Linked DNA regions of Sus scrofa: regions 2 and 3 are each linked to region 1. The links are chromatin contacts, called in public Hi-C and HiChIP or PLAC-seq maps. All regions are on one chromosome and are shown on one strand. Each heading gives the region's core, a stretch centred on a gene start, on an enhancer-like site or on the middle of the called end of the contact. The rest is flanking DNA. Distances are from core to core; before and after follow the strand shown. Region 1 holds the start of CEBPB (CCAAT/enhancer binding protein (C/EBP), beta). Region 2 overlaps LOC110257431 (a long non-coding RNA gene). Region 3 overlaps LOC110257431 (a long non-coding RNA gene).

Region 1 (4,395 bases), core at 172-2,671:
CACACGCGTTCAGCCATGTTTAAACCGATTGCATCAACTTCGAAACCGGCCCGCCCGCCGGCGCCTGGAGAGGGGGCAGGAGGAGAGGCAGAGTTTATCATTCATCTGTACACATAGACATTTCTTCTTTAAATAACACCACGGGCGGGCGCCTCATCTGCATGTGCGGTTGGTTTGGACAAAAATATAGATATATATAATAAAATATTAAAATTACCGACGAGCTCCCCGCGCTGCCAAGTGCCCCAGTGCCAAAGTTTTGCCGGCGCCACTGGGGGCGGGGGCGGGAGCGCGGGCGCTTCCCGGAGTCACTGTGGCCGCGGCGCGCCCGGCAGCGCGGAGGCCGGCGGGCCGGCAGGGGGACGCGCGCGGGGGCCGCGCTAGCAGTGGCCGGAGGAGGCGAGCAGGGGCTCGGGCAGCTGCTTGAACAAGTTCCGCAGGGTGCTGAGCTCGCGCGACAGCTGCTCCACCTTCTTCTGGAGCCGCTCGTTCTCGGCCGTGAGCTCCAGGACCTTATGCTGCGTCTCCAGGTTGCGCATCTTGGCCTTGTCGCGGCTCTTGCGCACCGCGATGTTGTTGCGCTCACGCCGGATCTTGTACTCGTCGCTGTGCTTATCCACGGTCTTCTTGGTCTTACTCTTGACCTGCGAGGGCGCCGGCGCCGCCCCCGCGTAGCAGGCGGCTGGGGGCGCCTTGGCGTCGGCGGGGCTCGGCGTGCCGGGCGGGCTGGACGACGAGGATGTGGACAGGCTCCCGCTGCTGCCGCTCGGCACCGCCTGGTAGCCGAGGTAGGCGCGCAGCGCATACGGGAAGCCAGCCGCCATGCCTGCGGCGCCGCCGCCCGGCGCTCCGGCCTCCTCCTTCCGCTTGCAGTCCGCGGGCTCGAAGCCCGGCTCCGCCTTGAGCTCGGCCGGCTGCGGCGGCGGCGGCGGGGGCGGCGGGTGTAGGGGCGCGAAGCAGCCCGGGTGCAGCGCGTTCTTGGCGGCCCCCAGACGCCCCAGGCTCACGTAGCCGTATTCGGCCGCCTTCTTGCAGTTCTTGCCCCCGTAGTCGTCGGAGAAGAGATCGGAGAGGAAGTCGTGGTGCTGCCCGGAGGAGGCGGGCGCGGGGGCGGGCGCGGGCGGAGCCGCCTCGAAGGTGTCGGTGGCCGTGGCCGGCGCCGGGGCCTGCGGCGCGCCCAGCGGCTCCAGGTATGGGCTGAAGTCGATGGCGCGCTCGTGGTCACCGATGCTACCCAGCTCGCCGGCGGGGGGGCGCGGCCCGGGTCTGGCCGCGGGGGGCGCCGCGGGGGCCGCCTTGCCGCCGTACGCAGCAGCCAAGCAGTCCGCCTCGTAGTAGAAGTTGGCCACTTCCATGGATTTAAAGGCAGGCGGCGGCGGCAGGGGGAGACATGCTGGGTCCCAGGCCACCAGGCGTTGCATGAACGCGGGTGCCCGGGGAGGGGGCCTGGGGCTGCCCGCTCCGGCCGGCCCGCAGGTGGCGCGGCCTCCTGGCTCCGAACTGTCGCTGCTGTGTCGCTGCTGCTGCTGTTGCTTTTTCCGCTGGATTGGCCGCTATTAGTGCGGGGGCTGGTAGCTGGACCCTCGGGTGGGTCCCCTTCCCGGTCCCGTGCGCGGCTCTGACTCGCTAAAGTTTCTCCAGAGCCCGGTTATTTATAAGGCGGGCCATGGCAACGGCTGCGTCACGCCTGGCGGCCGCCCCAACCCCTCCCCGGGCACGCAGAGGACACGCTGTGGCCGCCCGAGACCCCCGGCAGGGCGGCGGTGGGGCACCGTGACCTGACTGAAGATCTGGAGCGCGCCCTTGGGGGGTCCTCCGGCTTCGGGGGCCGCCACACGCCCCCTGCCCACCCCCACCCTTCGGACTCAGGATTGGAAGCGAGAAGAGGCGCGAACCCGCCCCCGGACCGCCCCCTCTGGGCTGGAGGCTGTACTAGAAGGGAGGGGGGAATCCGGGGAGGGGGCGACGCCATCGCCTTCCCCCACCCTAAACGCGGCCGCGGCCCGCCCCCTGCTGGAGGAGGCCGTGGCTTCAAGATCAGCGGCTCTCAGCCCCAACTCCTTAAGGAGGGGACGCGCCCCAGGCGGGATCCTGGAGACCCCAAACCCCTGCTCTGGCTATTGGAGAGGTAGCCCATCTCCAAAGCCCTTCCAGGGCCCGGCCCCGCCCCTAAACTTGCCCTCGTCCCCAACTTTTGGAAGGAGAGGATTTCACGCCTATAGGGACTTCTCTCCTAAATGCGAAGACTTGTGGTTGGGGGCTTTGGGAGTGCAAGTCTGGAGCAAGCTCCACTGGAGCATCTGCCAGGGGCCCGACCTTGCCCCTCTCCTAGCCCTGCCCAGCACAGCCGCCCGCCCCCTCAGACCACACCCGGGTATTCTCCAGCCCCACCCCACTCCCACTTGGGCACCCAAAGTGTAGAAGGGGGTGTAGGTGCTAAGCTCTGACATTACTGTGTCACCTTGCGCAGGTCACTTAGCTAACCTTCAATCCTTGAAGGTCTCAAAACTTATTATTAGTTGTATTATTGTCTCCACCACAGACTCCCAAACATAAGGCTTTCTGCTCTAAGATGCACAGCAGAGAGAAGGGCCTCTCCCAGGGTGTAAAGAGGCCCAGAGGGGGCATAGCACACCCCAGGTCAGATGGCCTCATGTCCCCCACTATTCTCAAAGAAAAGCCCTGGTCCCTACACTCTCAGACCTATTTGCCACCAGAAGGCCAAAACACCTGTTTCTGAGGCTTGTGCGAAAGGAGTTCTGCCAGGCCCCAGTGGGGGCTATGCAGAGAGAAGGGACTCCCCTGTTTTTCCCAGGCACCTACTGTGTGATGTGGGCGGACCTGGCCCCAGAGTTTGCATTTTCACCCTGTGGAGACAATGCACTTACTCCCCTGGTTCAGAGATGGGGAAACAAGGTGACCCACCTGGATCTATCTGAAGGTAGGCCTGAGGCCCTCTCTGCTGAGTGGGCTCCAGCACCATTCCTAGGCCATTTGGGCAGCTCCTTGGGCCAACCCCTCTGCCACTCCTGGTCCAGACCGCCCAGGCAGGAGCTCCCAGCCTGCCTGGTCTGACCCCCAGCCCACTGACCCCAGCCCTGGCCCTGGCGGGCAGGCGGGCATTGCTCAACCTTCAGCGTTATCTGCTGAGCTGGAGTGACCTCCGCCCCAGAGAGCTGGAGAAATGACATCTCTGAGTGCCCTTGGGGGGTGGGGGGCAGGGAGGGACAGGATGAAACACTGGCCTAGCCTGCTGGGCCTTCCCAGCAGCCTCTGGGCCAGGGAGGGATCCAAGGCCCCAGGGCCACCCAGCCAAGCCTCCCAAGCTGCAAAATGGGACACTCAGGGCTGAGCTTGAGGGCCACTGCCTCCGAGAGGCCTCCCTGCCCCATCTACTGGTGAACTTCCTTCTCAGCCTTTTTCTCCAGCCACCATTCTCCTAGTTGTCTTGTCTATACCTCAGCCCCCCTCCAGACTCCAGTGCTACTGCATGAGCACTGACCCTCCTCCAGCATAGGTCGGGCATGCCTAAAATCTACCAGTGAGCGAATGCATTTGCTGTTACCTCTGGACCAAGAACACCGTTTCCCCAGCTCTGCCCAAGACAGCTCCTCAGCGCTCAGCCCAAAGGTTACCTCCTCCAAGAAGCCTTCCCTGACCTCCTTGTGGGAAGTCCTGGGCCCTCAATCACTCGTTTCACTCCCTCTGCTTCATGTCCTTTGCCATTATCATAGTTAACATTATCTCACCTACTCAGCGTGATTTCTGTCCCCATTGCCACTTCCCCTTTTCATCTCCACCAGGGCAAGGATTTTTGTTTGTTTTGTTCACTACTGTTCCCCCATCGCCTAGAACAGTGCCTTGCACACAGAGGTGCCCGATAAATGGAGGAGGCTGAGAAGAAGGTGAGGTCCTTCCCCGTTAACTGGACTATGTGACCTCAGATAAGATGGATGGATCCCCTCTCTGAGCCTCAGCACACACACACCCCCCCCCAGGGTTCTGGGGAGATGCACTGAGATCTAGGGAGTCTGCAGCTAACTGAAGGATTTGCTGTGTGTCCTCAGGCCCATATTTCACCCTCTCTGAACCACATTTTAAGCTCTTTCCATGAATTAACTTATTTAATCCTCCCAATAATTGGTAGGAAGCAGGTCCTGTTATAATCTGCACTTTACAAATGAGAAACCTGAGGCCCAGCAGAGCTAGCCAAGTGTGCCTGTTCAAGGTCACATTCAAGGGGTAGGAAGGATTAAAGGCTTTCCAGTCTGACTTTCCTCTTTAGGTTCCCCCCCTTCTTGGGACTGTAATAAATCATAATAGGTCTGACCATGTTAGCCCCATTCTGTGAATGGAAAAGCTGAAACCCTGAGAAGGCAGTTGGGGTCACACAGT
Region 2 (4,009 bases), core at 31-2,530, 170 kb before region 1:
CACCTCAATGGGGCTGTGAGTCCCAGGATCTTATGCGAAATAGGCACTCAGGAAACAGGTGTGGCGCTGAATTAGGGCCTGCCTCAGTTTCTCCAGCTTGTGCCTTCAGCCTCTGCCATTCATTCTCATTTGCCGTGTGCCAGGCACACTGCTGGTTGCTTGGGATACAGTCATGACCACCATACATGTGGTCCTGTCCTCAAAGGACCTTGCAGTCTGGCTAGACTAACAGATGAGTGACACTGTAACCAGACAACACCGTGCTCAGCACAGAGGTGAGGGTGTCAGAGACTACCAGTGTCCAACAACTTCCATCATCTTTTTCCTCATAATGAGAGAATTTTGGGGTGCTATCAGGGTGTATGCTGCTTAGAGAGAGATGATACTTCCCAGCCTCCTTTGCAGTTAGGTGTGGTCATATGACAAAGTTCTGCCCAATGGGATGTAAGTAGAAGTGATGTGAAACCACTTTTGAGTCACACCCCCCAAAGCAATAACTCTTTCTCTCTTCCTGCTGACTGGAATGTACATGTGATGGAGGAGCTAAAGCAGCCATTTTGGAATCACTAGAAGCTGTGAAATGAAGATGGTAGAGCAACTAGATAGAAGGAATCAGCTTCTAGATTGAACTTGGAGAACTAAACCAGCCCACCAAACTTGAACCTTCCACTTCCATGCTGGAATTAAAATTCTGTCCCATTGAGCCTTTGTGGATCTCTATTATAGCAGCTCAGATGTAGCTGGACTTATACAAAGGGGTAAACACATGTTAGGGGAGCCTCAGAGGTGTTTAACCCAGGCTGGCAGGGATAGGTATGGAAGGCTTCCCAGAGGAGGCAACTTTAGAAGGAGGCTTGACTATGAGGAGGATTTTTCTAGACAAATTTTCCAGGCAGAGGCATAGCAAATGGGAAAATCTAGAGGCAAGAGGGAACTTGGGGCTTTCAAGATACCTAAAGGAGCTGAGGGGCTGGATCATAGGGAGTGACAGGGACAGGCAAAAATGGGGCTGGATGGATGGCAGATTTACCTTGAAAGCCCTGGCAAAACCAGGTTAAGCTCTTTGAATTTTTCCCTGAAGGTAAAAGGGAGCCATGGGAGGCTTGAAGTAGGAGGGTGAGGTGATTAGATTTGCTTCCTAGAAAGATCTCTCTGGCTGCATCACGGGAAATTGATTTATTCATTTAAAAAAAAAAAAAAAAAAACCCAAACCTGAGGCCGTGCTGCGTGCCAGGCACTGAGGGTTATCAGTGAACAAAACAGATTTGGTTCCTAGCCTTATGGAATTTGCAACCTGGTGGGGTAAGACATGAGTCAAATAACCATGTAAATAAACACAAAGTGTGATAAGGCCAGTGAAGGGAGGTATGCAAGGCTGTGAGAAGATATAAAGTGGGGGGTTACTTGGGGGAGTCAAAAGAGCTTCTCTGGGAAAGGCGATGGAGGAAGAGCAGTGGGAATGGTTCCAGGCCAAGAGAATAAGCACGGGCGCAGGAGCCCAGATGGCAACAGGGAGAACAAGGAGGGTCGAGCAGAAGCTGATGGTACAGGTGGAAACATCCAGGCACACGTGGTGAGGAGAAGCAGAGGCTCTCAAGGGCAAGCCAGCTTCTGACCTGAGCAAGGTGGGCAACACCAGAGAAGGACAGGGACAAGGAGGTAACTGGTAGTGAAGAGTTCAAATGGCCAGAGGAGCTCCCTGGCCAGTTGTAGCTGTGATCATCCTAGGCATGGATTCTAGGCCAAAGCTCACCCAATACTGGCCTTTGGGGTACTTACTGTGTGCTAGGAATCATGCTTACAGTAGACATGGCAATTTCCCCAATCATGTCTCCTCAGCTAACAGGGCCCAGTTTTGTTGGATGTGCATCATCCCAGATGCTCAGGGACAGTGGCTATTCCCCTCTCCAGGCTCAGAGTGAGTTATTATGGGTCTAAGCCAATTGTGGTCATTCTCATTTCTCTTGTCAGTGATTGGTTTGGAATTGGGCAAGTGATGCAATCTTGGTCAATGGGACGTCTTCAGGGTGGACTTCTGGGACAACTGTCTCTCTCACAAAAGGGGACGTATGGGAGGAGATGCCTTTCCTCTTCTTTACTTGATGATATTATATCTGTGTGTGATGCCTGGGCTGCAGCAGCCGTATTGTAACCATGAGGCAAGCCATCAATAAACTGCTGAGAATGGCAGAGCAGGAAGATGGAAAGAATGTGAGTTTTTACTTATATCTTCTTGCCTTCAAATTAAACAACCTTGGTAGATGAAATTATGAATCCTCCTTCTCTTTTTTACCATCTTCAGTTATGTTCTATTCCTTATGGCTGAACATATTCGAAAAAAGTACTTCATGTTATTGCTTTATTTAATCCTCTCAATAATCCTCTGAGGTTGGTACTATTACAGCCATTTTATAAGTGAAGAAACAGGTTCAGGGCAGGTAAGTGACTTTCCCAAGATCACAAAGATAGTAAGTTATAGAGTTGGGATTTGAGTCAAGACTGATGCGATTCCAGAGTACAGCTAGGCTAAAGCCACAATCTCCATTTAAGAGTCTTTCCCTTAACACATTTTTAGTAGGAAACCATAGCCATGTTCTTATTCTTCCCTGGAAAACTGTTATTATGGTTGGTGGGAAATTTAGAGTGGGCTGCATTTCTTTGTACACAGTTAATGGCTTTGATTATATGTTTCTGGCTTCTTCATTCTGAGAAAGGCTGCCATTGGTTGTACAACATAATCAAATCATTTCTTATGTAAACAGCCATCTGGCACAGAGTCAGCGGCAGTTCCATCAGGGGGAAGGTGAAAATGAAACTGTGTTCCCAGCTCCGGAAAGCAATCTGCTATTCAGCAGGAAAAGATCAAGGGTTAATGACACGGAGTTGGGCAAAGGCTGCTGCTCTGGCTCTGAGCATTATCAGGAGGCGGGAACAAAGAAGGGTTGTTAAATGGGTTTGTTACAAAAGTTATTTCCTAACGTAATTCATGAAATGCTTGTCAGAACATTAGGCACATCCTTCGAAAGCACAAGAGAACTTTAAAAAAAGAAGAAAGGAAAGAAAAAAGGCTTCTGAAGTCAATTATGGAATTCTTAGAGAGGGTTAATATCCTTAATATACAAAGAGTTTCTGCAAAACAATAGGAAAAAGTAAACACCTTATTATAAAATAGACTATTCACAAGTGAAGAAATACAAAAGGCAGGCCTATGTATGAAGAAAGACCCACTCTGCCTGTAACCCAGGAAACGCAAATAAGCAAGCATTCTCTATGGACAAGGGTGTTCACTGCAGCATTATTGATCATAGTGAAAAATTGGGGAAAACCCAGAAATGCCAAACTATAGAGGATTTATTAAGAAAACAGTGGTAAATTTAATAAAATATTGTATTAAAAAGTTGTATAAATACCTAAAATTGTATTAAACCGTATTAAAATACTAATTAGAAATGGCAGCATAGAGAGATGCCCCAAAATATTGTAGAGAAAATTTTTTTCACATGCATGATCTAACTTACACTAAGTCATGTGTACACAAGCACAAGTATTAAAGAGAGTATCCCAAAGGATGTTTACCAAAATGGCAGTAGTGTTTATTTCTAGGTTGTAATTTTTCCTTTCATTTAAGGCAGTTTCTCAACCTTGGCACTACTGACATTTTGGGTCAGATAACTTTTTGTTTCAGCTGACTGTTCTGTGCATTGTGGGATATTTAGTAGCATCCTTGGCCTCCACTCACCAGAGGCCAGTAGTACCCCTGACCACCCCCCATTCCCCCAGTCATAACAACCAAAAATGTATCCAGACATTGCTACATGTCTCCTGGGGGACAAAACCACAGTCGGTGGAGAACCACTGTTTTAGATACTGTTCTGCATTATTTAAATATTTTAACAGCAAGCATGTATTGTTATCATAATCAGAAAAAATAAACACATCAAAAAAATATTCAGTTAAGTCATTTGTGGCTTTGTGAATTGGCTGTGGGTTTAGTCAATGGAATTCAATC
Region 3 (4,431 bases), core at 1,427-3,926, 200 kb before region 1:
AGGGAATAGCAGGTTTCTGCCTAGGGACAAGAACAAGCTTTCTAGCTCAGCAACAGGGAGGGGGCAAATGTGGCAGGAGCAGAGTGAGGGAGGGAAGTGGGGTAGGGGTGAGTTTGGGGAGGTGGGCAAAGGTCAGGTCATATAAGGTCTCACAGGCCATGGTGAGGAGGCGGATTTTTATTTTAAGAGGAATGGGGAGCTCTAGAGGGTCTAGCAGGTGTCTGACAGGACTTCATTCATCTTTTTTTTTTTTTTTTTTGCCATTTCTTGGGCCCCTCCCGCGGCATATGGAGGTTCCCAGGCTAAGAGTCGAATCAGAGCTGTAGCCGCCGGCCTAGGCCAGAGACACAGCAACGCGGGATCCGAGCCGCATCTGCAACCTACACCACAGCTCACGGCAACGCCGGATCCTTAACCCTCTGAACAAGGCCAGGGATCGAACCCGCAACCTCATGGTTCTTAGTCGGATTCGTTAACCACTGTGCCACGACGGGAACTCCTCATTCATCTTTTAAAAAGGTGCCTCCTACTGCGATGGGTGGAGTGGAGTAAAGGTGCGAGCTGGCAGACTAGGGAGAAGACAACTGTCACAGTCCAAGCAGGTGAGGATGGTGGCTACCTGCCTGACGTGGCGACTAAAAAGGTGGAACGAGAATATGGATTCAGGATGTATTTGGCAGTTGAGTTGACAGGACTTCTGGTGGATGGGATGTGTGGAGTGAGGCAACAGAATCAAATGTGGCTCCTAGGTTTGTCCTGAGCATCTGGGCGAGGGGTGGCACCATTTGCTAAGAAGGGGAGGGGCTGGGATTTTAGAAAGGGAAATAGGAGGTTCTTTTTGGTGACATTTGAGAGGTCTGTGTGACACCCATGTGGAGGTGTCAACTCACCAGTTGGGTATCAGAGTCTTGCCAGTTGGAGCACAAGGTAGCTCTAGAAGCAGTGTTTCTTTGTTGCCATGGCAACCCCAGGCCAGGGGGACCAAACTGCTGGAAGGCTAGGAGGGGGTTCTGGGAAGGCCACACAGAGAAGGAGTTGTGAAGTGTAAGGTGGCTAACGGAGCGATGGCATCCCGGGGGAGGGCAGAGCAGGGACAAAGGCCTTCCCGGGGGAGGGCAGAGCACGGGAAGCACAGCCTTGGTGGAGGATGGCGTGAGAAGTGGTCCAGGGGTGGAAGAGAAGGCTAGAAAGGCAGAAAGGCAGACCTCTCAAAGGGCTGCTTCTTCCCGTGGAAGGAGGCTGGCACGTACCCTCAGGGCACTGGGGAGAAGCAGGTTCAGGACACAAAGATCACCTTAGGAAGGAAACACCGCATCCACTTCTGGCCTTAGGCTGCACAGGTGGAGCAGCCTCCTGCCCTCCCCTTCCCACCAGGCCCCCAGCACCCTGCCTCCAGCAAAATGTCCCTCCAAGTCAGCCCAGAACATCTGCCAGCCCAGCTAGTTTCTTGCAGAACTTTTGCAAAAGAACAAAATAACCTTAAGAAGAGGGGGAAAGGTCAAGGGAATATTCTGGGATTTTTTTTTCTTTTTTCTTTTCTTTTTGGCCGAGTCTACAGCCTGTGGACATTCCCTGGGCCAAAGATCGAAATTGTGCCACCGCAGTGACCCGAGCCACAGCAGCAACGATGCCAGATCTTTAAGCCCCTGAGCCACCAAAGGAATTCCCAAAGGAATGTTCTAGAACCTTTGGTTTATGGATTCTCATCAGGGGGAGGGGCCAGGAGGTCCCTTCCCGAGACTGAGGGATGACTGAGGTGAACACAGCACAGCGGGAACTCAGGTGTTTACAGGACCTTTGTAGCCAATCTCGTAAGTACAGACGTGGGGGACGTGGGGTGTGACCCTGGGGTTCAGGGCCTGCCCTGTCCCCTGTCCTTCAGATCTGAGTTCAAAGACAAGTTTTTCTGCTTCATATTTGCAGTGTGATCTTGAGCAAGTCTTATCTTCCTGAGCCTCAATTTCCTTATCTGTTCAAAGGGATAACAGTGGCACCTGTAACAGTGTCTCTCCCCAGCCTCCTGGAATTGTTGGGGGATGAAAAGAGATAAAACAGATCAATCATTGAGCCCAGAGCCTAGCTCGTGCCCAAACTCTCGGTCAGTGTCAGCTGTCAATCATTATTTGCAAAGTTACTATAAATTACTGAGCACTCCTGTATGCCAGGCTGGGCGGTATACATCCTCTCTACTTTAAGCCTCATTTCTCCCTGTGAGGGACGGTTATTATTGACTCCATTTTAAACACAGAGAAACTGAGCCTCTGAGAGCTGACTTGGTTTTCCAAAGGTAAAGTTGTCATACAGGAACACAGATGGGCTTTGAACCTGCGTCTGACCTCATTCTTGTATTGTTTCTGGGTTCTGCCTCCTGTGAATCGAATCAGGCTCCAGGGTTTGAGGAAACAGTCACCCACATGACCGCCAGTATCTCTGCACTCCAGGAGGGACGCCTGCCTTTCCTGGAGCCAGCCAGCTCAGGATACACCCTGGGCCTGGGGTGTGGACAGGCCACGGGTGATGGCTGCCCCGCTGCAGTGCAGGGCGGAGAGGAGCAGAGCCACCCTCAGCCCTTCTGCGGCCTTCCTCTTGAATCAGGAGTCCAGCTGGGCACCCGTGTCCCATCAATAAACGTGCCCCAAAATAGCTCACTGGGCCTGGCCAGGGCGAGAGGACCAGGACGTCCTGTTCCCACCGGCTCTGGCCAGAGAATGACCGTGTATTGGCCTTCCCCTTTAGAGGCTACTAGAAGGGAGGGCAGTGCTCATCCTGCCTTATGGGAATGAGCTGAGCCCCCGGACACTAATACCCCCAACCTGGGATGCTGTGATGCTTCCCAAATGCACTGCTGATGAAATTGGGCCAATGGCTTTTATCTTAGTGGACAGTCTCCTGCGGAGGTTCAAAGCTGGAGTGCTGGAGTCTGACTGGTGTGAGTTCAAATTCTGACCTTGACTTTAGCCATTTCCTAGCTGTGTGACTTTTGGCAAGTGACTTTCCTTCTCTGAGCCTTTGTTTTCTCAACTGGAATATGGGGCTAAACATTTATTTCATAGGGTTGTTGTTGTGCTTTAGTGAGTTTGTATTTACACAAAACAGGTTGTAGACTTGGAAGTTTTATTTATCTGTTCCTCTCCCTCATCCCTGCAACATGAGCTTCACTAGGCAGGAAGCTTGGTGGTTTAATGATGAACATCAAGGCCCATGGAGGTGCTCATGGCTATTTGTTGAATAAATGGGATGAGGGAATGAATGAATGAATGGAAACGCCAGGCACATAGCAAGTGCTCAAAAATGCTTAGCGCTTCTCACTGTCTTAATGTGCCTTTGAAAAAAGAGAAACTCAAAGATCAAATGTGACTCACAAACAGGATTGGCCAAGATGTGGAGAAAGTTAAAGTGAGTCAAAGGAGAGAAAGACAAATGCTACACACAGAAGAACTGGAGGGATCTGGAGGGGCAAAGCCAGGGCCTGTGGCTCCTGGAAGCTGGGGAACATGGGGACAGTGGGCCCTGGTTCTGGAGTTCTGAGACGAGGGTGCTGGGAGTACCCGCCTCTAGGCATGACATCTGACCTCCCGGGTCATCGCTGTGAACGTGCATGTGAGGGTGCCAGGGCCTCCTCCATCTGAAGAGCTGACTGCAGGGGGAAGAAGTGGACAGGTTGGGCAGCTCCTAATAATCTCAGCAGCAGCACTGATTCACGCCCATGCAGCCAGCCCCATGCAGGCCCTGATCTTTGTGTGCAGCTACTACTATTGCTCCCACTTTACAGAGGAGGACACCGAGGCCCAGATGTGGGCTGCCCAAGGCTGCAGGACAGTGAGCGGTCAAGCCCTCCCACCGCACTCCAGCCAAATGAGACCCCAAACCATCCCTGAGCCCACGGGCTCCTCTCTGCGGGGTCCTCCGGAGCATTCCCTCCTTTGGAACACTCTGCCCAGTCTTCTCTCTGGGCCAGTGTCACACTTCCTCGGGCCCCTCCTTGGGGCAGCCTCCCCACCTCCCAGCTCCTGATGCCTCTTGCTAAGCTGTGACAGTTGTATATCCACCTGTTCTCAGGCTCTTAGGGGCAGTGGAGGGTCTGCATTTTCTCTGGTACACAGTCTCCAGCCCATAGCGGGCACTGCTGGAAACTGGGGAACAAACACACTCTTGGGTACAGCTGTGAGTCAGGAGCTGAGACCCCCAGAGCCTTGAGTCCAGGATTGCACCGGGGACAGGTGGTGGGTGGAGGGGACACTGTGATTACTGAGTCATGAGCCATGCTCTGGGCCTTCCTGCTACTCCCTGGTCTGTTCATATACGGAGACAGCCCTGCCCAGGGCCCAACAGTGTAGGTTCAAACACTGGCTGAGCTTCCACCTCTTAAGGAACCCTGGCCATGTGATTTTATCCCCTTGGCCTCAGTTTCCCCACCTGAAGACTGAGGAA

The links. Hi-C and Micro-C count contacts between places; a contact is called where the count stands out from the background. HiChIP or PLAC-seq counts read pairs in DNA pulled down with a chosen protein or histone mark.
Region 2: a Hi-C map of liver shows a contact between it and region 1, with 3 times the contacts expected there. The contact joins the enhancer-like site here to the promoter of CEBPB in region 1. A contact is called at or near these places in 4 of 5 promoter capture datasets (fetal liver, fetal skeletal muscle, liver and 1 more), 7 of 47 Hi-C or Micro-C datasets (blood, embryonic fibroblasts, fetal liver and 3 more) and 2 of 2 datasets of contacts at active chromatin or transcription factors (alveolar macrophages and skeletal muscle).
Region 3: a contact with region 1 is called in an H3K27ac HiChIP or PLAC-seq map of skeletal muscle. The contact joins the enhancer-like site here to the promoter of CEBPB in region 1. A contact is called at or near these places in 5 of 5 promoter capture datasets (fetal liver, fetal skeletal muscle, liver and 1 more), 12 of 47 Hi-C or Micro-C datasets (blood, embryonic fibroblasts, liver and 4 more) and 2 of 2 datasets of contacts at active chromatin or transcription factors (alveolar macrophages and skeletal muscle).

Annotation. Positions count from the first base shown.
Region 1 is chr17:51,719,659-51,724,053 of Sscrofa11.1, reverse strand. CEBPB (CCAAT/enhancer binding protein (C/EBP), beta) reads right to left here and starts at 1,421. Exons shown (of 1, transcript NM_001199889.1): 1 at 381-1,421. The coding sequence starts at 1,421. The coding sequence ends at 381.
Region 2 is chr17:51,892,357-51,896,365 of Sscrofa11.1, reverse strand. All of the region lies in intron 1 of LOC110257431 (a long non-coding RNA gene), which reads right to left. Among named protein-coding and RNA genes, the nearest start is that of PTPN1, 120 kb to the left of the region's middle. Within about 2 kb of position 1,280, at least 8 of the 83 cell types and tissues checked have an H3K27ac peak or open chromatin away from gene starts, as enhancers often do. A contact at or near this core is called in liver, where this site is marked.
Region 3 is chr17:51,918,861-51,923,291 of Sscrofa11.1, reverse strand. The region is part of intron 1 of LOC110257431 (a long non-coding RNA gene); the gene reads right to left. Among named protein-coding and RNA genes, the nearest start is that of PTPN1, 96 kb to the left of the region's middle. Within about 2 kb of position 2,676, at least 10 of the 83 cell types and tissues checked have an H3K27ac peak or open chromatin away from gene starts, as enhancers often do. A contact at or near this core is called in alveolar macrophages, liver, retroperitoneal adipose tissue and 1 more, where this site is marked.